Regions from separate parts of the Mus musculus genome. Here region 2 is linked to region 1. A link is a contact called in public HiChIP or PLAC-seq data. All regions are on one chromosome and are shown on one strand. Each heading gives the region's core, a stretch centred on a gene start, on an enhancer-like site or on the middle of the called end of the contact. The rest is flanking DNA. Distances are from core to core; before and after follow the strand shown.

What was found. HiChIP or PLAC-seq counts read pairs in DNA pulled down with a chosen protein or histone mark.
Region 2: an H3K27ac HiChIP or PLAC-seq map of embryonic stem cells shows a contact between it and region 1, with 9 read pairs. The contact joins the promoter of 4930431P22Rik here to the promoter of 1700108F19Rik in region 1. A contact is called at or near these places in 10 of 484 Hi-C or Micro-C datasets (the N1E-115 cell line, cumulus cells, liver and 4 more) and 11 of 115 datasets of contacts at active chromatin or transcription factors (DN3 thymocytes, T-cell acute lymphoblastic leukemia, embryonic stem cells and 8 more).

The regions. Positions count from the first base shown.
Region 1 is chr14:76,674,943-76,679,135 of GRCm38.p6, forward strand. It overlaps 1700108F19Rik (RIKEN cDNA 1700108F19 gene), which reads left to right and starts at 2,626. Exons shown (of 5, transcript NR_015485.1): 1 at 2,626-2,737; 2 at 3,296-3,437. It overlaps 1700105F02Rik (a long non-coding RNA gene), which reads right to left and starts at 2,643. Exons shown (of 3, transcript XR_383611.3): 1 at 2,348-2,643; 2 at 1,450-1,598.
Region 2 is chr14:76,757,535-76,761,658 of GRCm38.p6, forward strand. It overlaps 4930431P22Rik (RIKEN cDNA 4930431P22 gene), which reads left to right and starts at 2,597. Exons shown (of 2, transcript NR_153763.1): 1 at 2,597-2,841.

The DNA.
Region 1 (4,193 bases), core at 1,376-3,875:
TAGCACTTCAAGATCCAAATTAAAGGCCTACAGTCTTCCAGCCTTAATATCCGGATCAAAGGCTTATGTCTTCCCGCCTCAAGATCTGGATCAAAGGCGAGTGTCTCCCTACCTCAAACATCCGGACTAGCAGCAGGTTCACCCACTTCAAACCAAGCAGAAAATCTCCCACAGGTGTGCCCTCCGTTTCTGGATTGTCGTTCATTCCAGATATAGTCAAGTTGACAGCTAAGAATAGCCCTCCCCCACACCCTCCCCCAGTTCTTCCTAACAGCTTTGCTTTTGTCCGTTCAGGCAGCTGTGACAAGATCCCTTTGACTGGGTAATTGATAAGCAAGAGGAATGTATTGCTTGGAAGGAGGCTGCAGAGTAAAGGCAGGCGAGGCCCCTTTCCTGGCTCACAGGTTGCCTGATTGCTTTGCCCTCACATCCCGGAAAGGAGAAAGCATGTTTCCCCTATTCCATGAGTCTCTTTTAGAAAGGCATTAATCACCTCCCAGGGACCCACCTCCTAACACCATCACCTCGATGCGTAGCTTGCAACATATGAATTTGGGATGACACAAATATTCAGTGCAGTAAGCAAGTAGCAAGAGGAATGCCTCCCTGTTCACTGAAGATGTATTATTACGATGGAGATTCTGTGGGGATGTGGAAGGGACTTGGGGCAGCAGTTGGATTGATCAGCTGACAGTATCAATGGCACTCTCTTCTAGCAATTTTCAGAAAGGATATTTCTCTTATTTTAATGACTGAGATTTATCCTCCCTCCATCAAAGATCCTCCCACTGGCAAGTCCTGCTTCCACTGGCCTTCCTTAAGCGCCCTTCCAGGACTCTTCCTTGAGTGTGGTTTTCTTGCCCTTTCCCCGTGCCCTCCACACAGGCCTTCATGTAAGACTTCAGATCAGACAGACCTGGGTTCAAATCCTACCTCGGATGTGTCTCTCAATAGCCTCATGTCCTTGGCCAAGTTGTTTAATGTTCTTGCTGGCCAAGTCTGAATGCCTGGCTCTGAAAAGTATTCAAGAAGTAGTTTTTGTTTCTTTATTGGCATTTATTGAGGAACCTTTAAATGGCAGGCATATAATAAGGAAATTATTTATAGGTTCCTACAAAACTAACAACCCACATTAGCACTGGCTACTTAAACAGCTCAGGAAATGAAAGAAAAAAAAAAGACATATCTGAGATGCCAGAGAGAGAGAGAGAGAGAGAGAGAGAGAGAGAGAGAGAATTAAGACTGAATCCAGTTGCTACCCAAATCCTGGCCGTGTAACCACTGTGCCAGCCTCCCTCCTCATGTTGATTCTTACAGTTGACTTGTGCCCAGTGATAACAAACCTTCCCATCAAACAACAGACCCTAGGGAACAGCTGAGCTAAAAGCAAGTTATATGGTGGTAGACTTGATGATGACTTGAAAGGAGTAACGGCCGTGTCTTACTTACAGTAGTGGGAGAGATCTCAGGAGGGAGTGGAGACATTTTGTTCCCAGTACTTCATGCAGGCCTAGATCCACTGTGATCCCACCATCTTACACTTGCCTGGCAGTTCCCCCATCTGAAGCTACGGGAAACAACCAGGCCCAGGTTTGAACCTAGAAGTGTGAACAAGATGGAAAATTACTGAGTGGAGGACATGGCTGCCGCCTTTGATTTGGAAAAGCCTGTGCAGGTTGTAGCACAGGATTCCATCTGATAAACATGAGGTATCGTCAAAAGTTCAGAGGACCCACTAGAACCTAAGGCCTCAGAAAATCAAGGAGATGCAAGAAAAATAAATAAATAAATAAATAAATAAACGGAGAGAGAAAATAGGGCAGGACAAAGTGAGCTATAAAATTGAAAGCAGATAATAAAGAGAAAAAAAAGAGAGAAAAGTAAACCAACTCCCTACTTTGCTGGCTCTCCTATCTTTCTGTGACTTCTCCTGATGTTTGGATGGTGACATTTCATCTGAGGTCACAGAGCCAAATACCAGTGCCACCATCCATGAGAAGAAACAGACAATTCACAGACTGTTCTGGAAAGGAGGACATATTTCTGATTTTAGTGTCTTATTTTGTATTGTCATACACAGAGCTGGGAGGGCAGGGTGTAGGGTGGTCGGCCTGGGGCATGCATGTGTGTGTGTGTGTGTGTGTGTGTGTGTGTAACTGCTGTCTCTGGCCTGCTCAGTGGTTCTGAGCTTCTCCTTCCCCTTTGTTTCTCCGTTGTTGCCTTTGGGTTTTTGAAAGAGCATAAAGTTGGATGTCACAAAAAAGACTTCCTCCCGTACCAAGTGAAGTTTGAGCACCCACAGAAATGGGTCAGAGAATGTAGTTAGATGACAGTATCACAGACCTACCTTCTATGGAGTCTCTTCACTGTGTACAATGAGTCTTGTTATGTCTTGAGAAGATACAGGGACTTGGGTTCATGGTGTGTCAGGACAGTGCTATACAGCAGCGGGGAGAATGGTGACGTCCTTGGGTCACTCGATGGCTGTTTCCATAGGGTCCTGGTCTGTTAGATGAAGCTTTGCTTTGGGCATAGAGTGGCTTAGCAACCAGTTAGAGAATGTTCAAATTCTAGATTCCTAAGTATAGAACTGGAACACTGGAGGGTGCCTCAGAGCCTTTACCCAAGTCGTGATCACAAATGAGAAGAAGACTCGAGGGGATTGATGAGCTGAGGCCAGGCTGGACCACTAGAATGCAGCAAGAGCAGCTGAGCCCAGTGCTCTGGTCTCTATTATGTACTGCCTCACATTTCTTTCTGTTGATTGTTGTCTGTGTGGAAAGTCAGAGTTGGGAGCAGGGGCTATGAAGTCAGTGAGCCCCAAGTCACATTTCCCCCTTTGTAAGAGAGTTGTGCACCCAGGGCACAGTCAAGACAGAAACTGAGGGTAGAAACAGAAGGGGTGTGGCAGCTAAGATCGTCTTGTTCTCTCAGGAAAGCCTTTGGGAGACTTCTGATCCCATTTCATAGGCAGAATAAGGGTTCACCTGTCATCACCTAGCCTCAAGAAAGGAACCATTAAGCTGTAGCCTCTGTAGTTGGAAGTAGGAGTGAGAAGGGGGAGGGACCTGGCTCTCTGGGTCAATTAGCATAGTCTGCCTCAGGTAGATCCTGAATCCCAGGAAGCTGTAGATGTGGTGCAGGCCATGGCTAGCCTCATGCCTCTGGTCACCCTATCCAGACAAGTTGAGTGGCAGTAGTGGAGATGGTCTGACATCTCAGCCTGGTGGGATTCACTGCCGACTCCCCAGGCCCACCACTGGAGTAATGGCTGTCTTTCTTTGAGAGCACATAGGTGGAGCGTAAGGGAGAGGGAGATGGATGAGGTCATACTATTGCAATCACTTGGGAAAAAATACACAAACTTCCAAAACTGCAAGATGCTTTCTACTGCCACCAGACCTCCTTTGGAGGTTTTCCTACCGCTTAATAACCAGGTAAGGCTGCTGAACGTGGGAGGCCTGTAACCATACGCCTTGGGAGGCTGAAGCAGGAGGATGAAAGTTCAAGACCTTCCTGGGCTATAGGGGAAGTTTAGAGCCAGCCTGGGCAATTTAGTGAGACAATCCCTCAAAATAAAAAAGTAAAAAAGAGCTGGGATATGATAGTTTAATGACAGAGTTCTTGCTGGCACACAGGAGTCCCAAGATTCAATATCCAGTTCTGCAAATCAAAGACCCAGGCCAAATTCTCTGAGTCTTCATGTCTTAGTTCTGCCAGGGCTGTCCCCAGGGTGCTGTCCTAGAAGGGTTTGTGCTCACAGGGTAACCTCATAGAGCACAGCTGTGCAGTGACAGCTGGCCCCTCGCTGGCCCAGAAGTTGTCTCAGGGTCATGCTTTCTCTTTCCACCAACCTCTCGAAGATTCAGATCTATGCATTTTACTGAGGAAGGAGCCCAGGGCCTGGGCACTGACATCAAAACCAGGGGAATTCAAGGCAAGAGCGGGATGCTCTATTGTCCCTGCCAGATCACCCCCTGCATTGTGTCTTTCAATTGGCTTTTTCCCTTCTGGGCAGGCTGGGTTTGTGTTACAAAGACTCTGCCTGGTCTATTGTTTGTGCAGGGATGCTTTCCCAGAGCAGGGTGGGCGTTTGATGGATTTATTCAATAAGAGCGAGGAAGGACAAACTGGAACCAGGAAGCCACCACTCAACTATTTGTGGACTTTGGAGGAGGTTTGAAGAATTCACA
Region 2 (4,124 bases), core at 1,347-3,846, 83 kb after region 1:
CTTAAGTCATTGTTTAACGTGTGACTTGGTTTATGTGGGCTAAACCTGGACACGGGAAGTGAAAATGTAAATAGGAACCCACTTCGGTTCCACTTTGGGAAATGCCATTTAAGGAAACTTTATGACATCGCGTTTTTGTCCAAAGCCTAGGGGTAATGAGTGATAGCATCTAGACAGGCAAACTCAGGCCAGAGTACCACAATTATAAAGGTTCTCAGACAGCTATGCTGTGATATGTGGTCAGTAGGCCTCTTGTGAGCTGTGATGCTCAGCCTCTCAGTCCTCAGAGGACCAAGTAGTGTCCTGGCCCAAAGAAGCACCTTCCTTTGGATAAACTCATGTGGCCTATTTTTATGTAATGTGGGTGGCTGTTACTTAACATTTCTTCTTCCTTTTCTTCAACAATAGTGGCTTTAACTACTTTTAGTGTGTGTGTGTGTGTGTGTGTGTGTGTGTGTGTGTGTGTGTGTGTTACAAATGTGGTAGTCTGAAGATACGTTGTTCGAGTCACTTTAATCTCTCCACCATATGGGACCTAGAGATCAAACTCAGGCCGTCTGGTTGGGTGGCATGTCTTTACACAAATCCCTTGATAGAAAGGCTATTTTTCCTTGTTGATCACCTTGTTTTCCCATCTTATTCATGGATCTTTTCATTTAAGACACATTGCTTAATATCCATTCCAGTTATCTTCCCAATCCTATCGATTTGATGCTATTTTGGTTTCAATTCATGTGCTCTATGGTTTGTTATTTGTGTGGAAAGGTCCTTAGGAAAGGGACATGAAACCCACCAGGGTGACCAACTTACCTGCCTGCCTAGGAAATGTCTAGTTATGGCATCTAAAGTCCTGTTTCCCTGTAACCCTGTGGGGCCTGGTCAAACTAGGATGGTTGTTGCAAAAGGTCTTGTATAGGCAGGATTAATCTTTTTGCACAAAATGAAAAACTCTTCCTCATAAGGCTGGGTTATATAGAGAATAATGGAACAGGAGAGACCTTTGACTTCATGTGGGTAAGTAGATATGAAAGCAAACAATCCCACTCACACCACTAGAGAACCAGGAAAGCTGCTCATGTAATTCAGTCTAAAGCCAAAGGATTGGGGTGGCTTCTGGTACATTTGCTGGAAGCAGAGAATCTAGGGAGCTCCTGGTGCGTGTACTGGAGGCTGAGGATCTGGGCTGCTTGTGGTGTGTGCTGAAGTCCAAAGGCCAGAGAGGTATGCTGTCCAGAAGAAAATGGGTCTCCAAGTTCCAGAAGGGTGGAATTTGAACTGTTGCCCTAGGAAAATCACTGTCAAAGCACTGTTAGGCTGTAAGAAGTTAGGGCAGGGTGGGTGAAACTAAGCAGATGCCCTTGCACAACAAGTACCTGGCTCTGCCTGTCTCTGGGTCTCCATCCTCAAAGTGAAAGGTTGAGACTACATGAGTTTCTCAGGAATTCTAGAATCCCAGATCTTTCTAGGGATTAGATAGGGAGAGAAATAGTTATGGAAACCAATGTTGGAAGTCTTTGGCATACAAAGCTATGGAATTAATTGGTCAGAGGTCACCACACAATCTAGGCTTGTGATTCAGATGGACCAAAAACTAAAGCACTGATAGGCAGAAACTATCCTCAAAGTTTTTGCCAAAGAAGTCCCACTTCTCACACCAGAAGCAAACTCACCATAAGGCAAGACGCTGATATGTAGAAAGAGCTCAGAGACAGGGAAGAGCATCGTAGTGTTGGTTGGATCCTCATACAGTACAGACGCAGAAGCACAGTTTCGATTGCTCCTGTCTGGTGGATCAGTTCTGAGTTTGCAAGAAGGTAAGGTCATAGACCTGAGTGTCTAGGGCTGACCAATTAGTGTCGTATGATCTCTCAGGGGTATATCAACTGGTGTCAGCTTGTTGGCCTTGTTTAGGCAACCACATCCAACACAACTTCTCAGTGGGGTCTTGTCACAGAGCAGCCATGTCAGACACGGGAGACCTGGGTTGGGACGATTAGCATTCTGGTCTCACCAGGTTGGAGTGTAGCCTGCAGAGTTGCTGCTGTGGTTTTCCTGCTCTAGAGAGGCATCACTATGCACCATCAGGGAGCTGTCACTATAGATTAGGGGGAGTCTGTTCAGTTTGCTGATTCTCTTAGGGCTGAATCCTCATCATGTTTTTCCGCCCAGACTTCAGACCCCAAGCTTTGGTAGTCTGGGTGGCTGAGATGGGAACTGTCACAGAGTCTATGGAATCTACTGCACACTGTGAGATGAATCTGGATGTTATTATACTATGTTTTTTATTGCTGTTTAGTTTTTCCCACATGCATGTTATTATTCCAAAAACAAACCTGTTAAATAATATATTCTCACATATTTGGTTATGGCAAGAACTTTCTTATTACTGACCATTGTTTCTGACTAAGCCAGGTTAGAAGAAGACCGACTTTTGAAGAACATTCTAGGCCAATCTCTGCTCTGTTTAGTACTGTAATGGAGGGACCCAACTCTGAACTCATTTTGACATGCTACCTTGGGCATTCTCTGGTTACTAGGGACCATATAGAATATCCCAGAAGCTCCGTCATTCTGATCCTAGCAACACAGAATAGGTGGCCATAGTCCTTGGATCACTCTGACTTGACATGTCATTTCAAAGCTTGAGAGAGCTGATGGCAGGAACAGATCCTTCATACCACGCTGCCACATGTCCCATGAGTCTCCAAGGGTCTTGTGGGCTCTACTTCTGAGTGTCCCAGCAAGACTACGATCAAAAGATCATCCACTATTTTCTCTCATAGTCCTTCTTTCAAGCAGAACTCATCACTGGAGGTTCTGTTGACATAAGACAGAGAGAAGGTTCGAAGACGATAATAGTTATTACTGACAGTGTAGTCCATGCACTCATGGCAGCGGGGGGGGGGGGGGCACTCATTATATTTGGGAGGCTTTGAATCCCCTCTGCCCTTGGAGCCTGGCCTTAGATTGACCCTGAATGAAGAGCAAGGCTCTCCAAGGGCCACTGTCAGCACTCCCCAGGATGACTACTACACATGGGAGGAGTCAGGGTGTGGGGGTCCTGTTCTGACTCTGTCATCCTGGGCCCCAGCCATGGCGGTTTCATAACAGAAGAAAGCTAAGCTGCGAGCACGTTGCTAGGCTGTGGCTATTTATTTTTATAAATGAGCCCAGGCTTAATTTAGAAAGCAGCTTTTGCTTTTGCTTTCTACATCCCAGCATCGGCTGTCTGTCTGGCAGGCAGGCACTGTCAAAGAATCTCATTTCTGACCCAACAAGAGCTCGTGGGTGGATAGGGGCAGCAAAGGGGTTGGCGGAAGGCCGATGCCAGCCAGGCTGCATTACAGGGAGGCAGAGACACGTGGCTGTGCCACTAGTGTCCTATTCTGCTTCCGTGTGAGCTTCATTTGTGACACCTACGTAGTCCTCGCTTGGAATAGCAGGGTGAAAAGCAGCCCTGACGCTCACGTCTCCTTTGATGAGCTACACACCAGCATACAGCAGAACAGAAGGCCTTGGGAAAGACGGTCCAGTCAGGTGCCAGAACGGGTGACACCAACGATCTCTGTTCTTTGGAGGCAGCTATTTTAATAGAGCCTAATTACAGTGGCTATTTGGATGTGCAAGTATTTTGATTTAGCTGATAAATGCCATTTTTTAAAAAAGCAAACGAATAAAGTGGACATTTTACACTCCACTTGTGAAGCTTGATCTCCACTAATTGTCAACCTCCATGTTCAGGAGTCAAGGGTATATATAGTTCAGGGACAGGGGAGGGAATGGGTGGTAGAACTCCAAAATCAGAGACTATCAAGAGCCAGGTAATGGTTAAAACAATGTAAGCACAAGGGGTAACGTGCCTGTCAGATGGGAGCATATCCAGCCCACAGGAAAACAGGAGCCTATAAAGTAAAAGAAACAGAGCCAATCAGATCTGCTTGCGAGGGAAGAGATGGAGGAAACGGTGAGAAAATGGTTACACAAGAGGCAGTGAGTATATGTTTTGGCTTCGCCTGTTCTGAGTTTGCTGCATCAAAACACCTTGTCATAAAAGCTTTATAAAATTAACCAAGAAAATAGTCCATTTAGGAGTTAGAACTTGTTTTGGTTCTTTGAGCATGTCT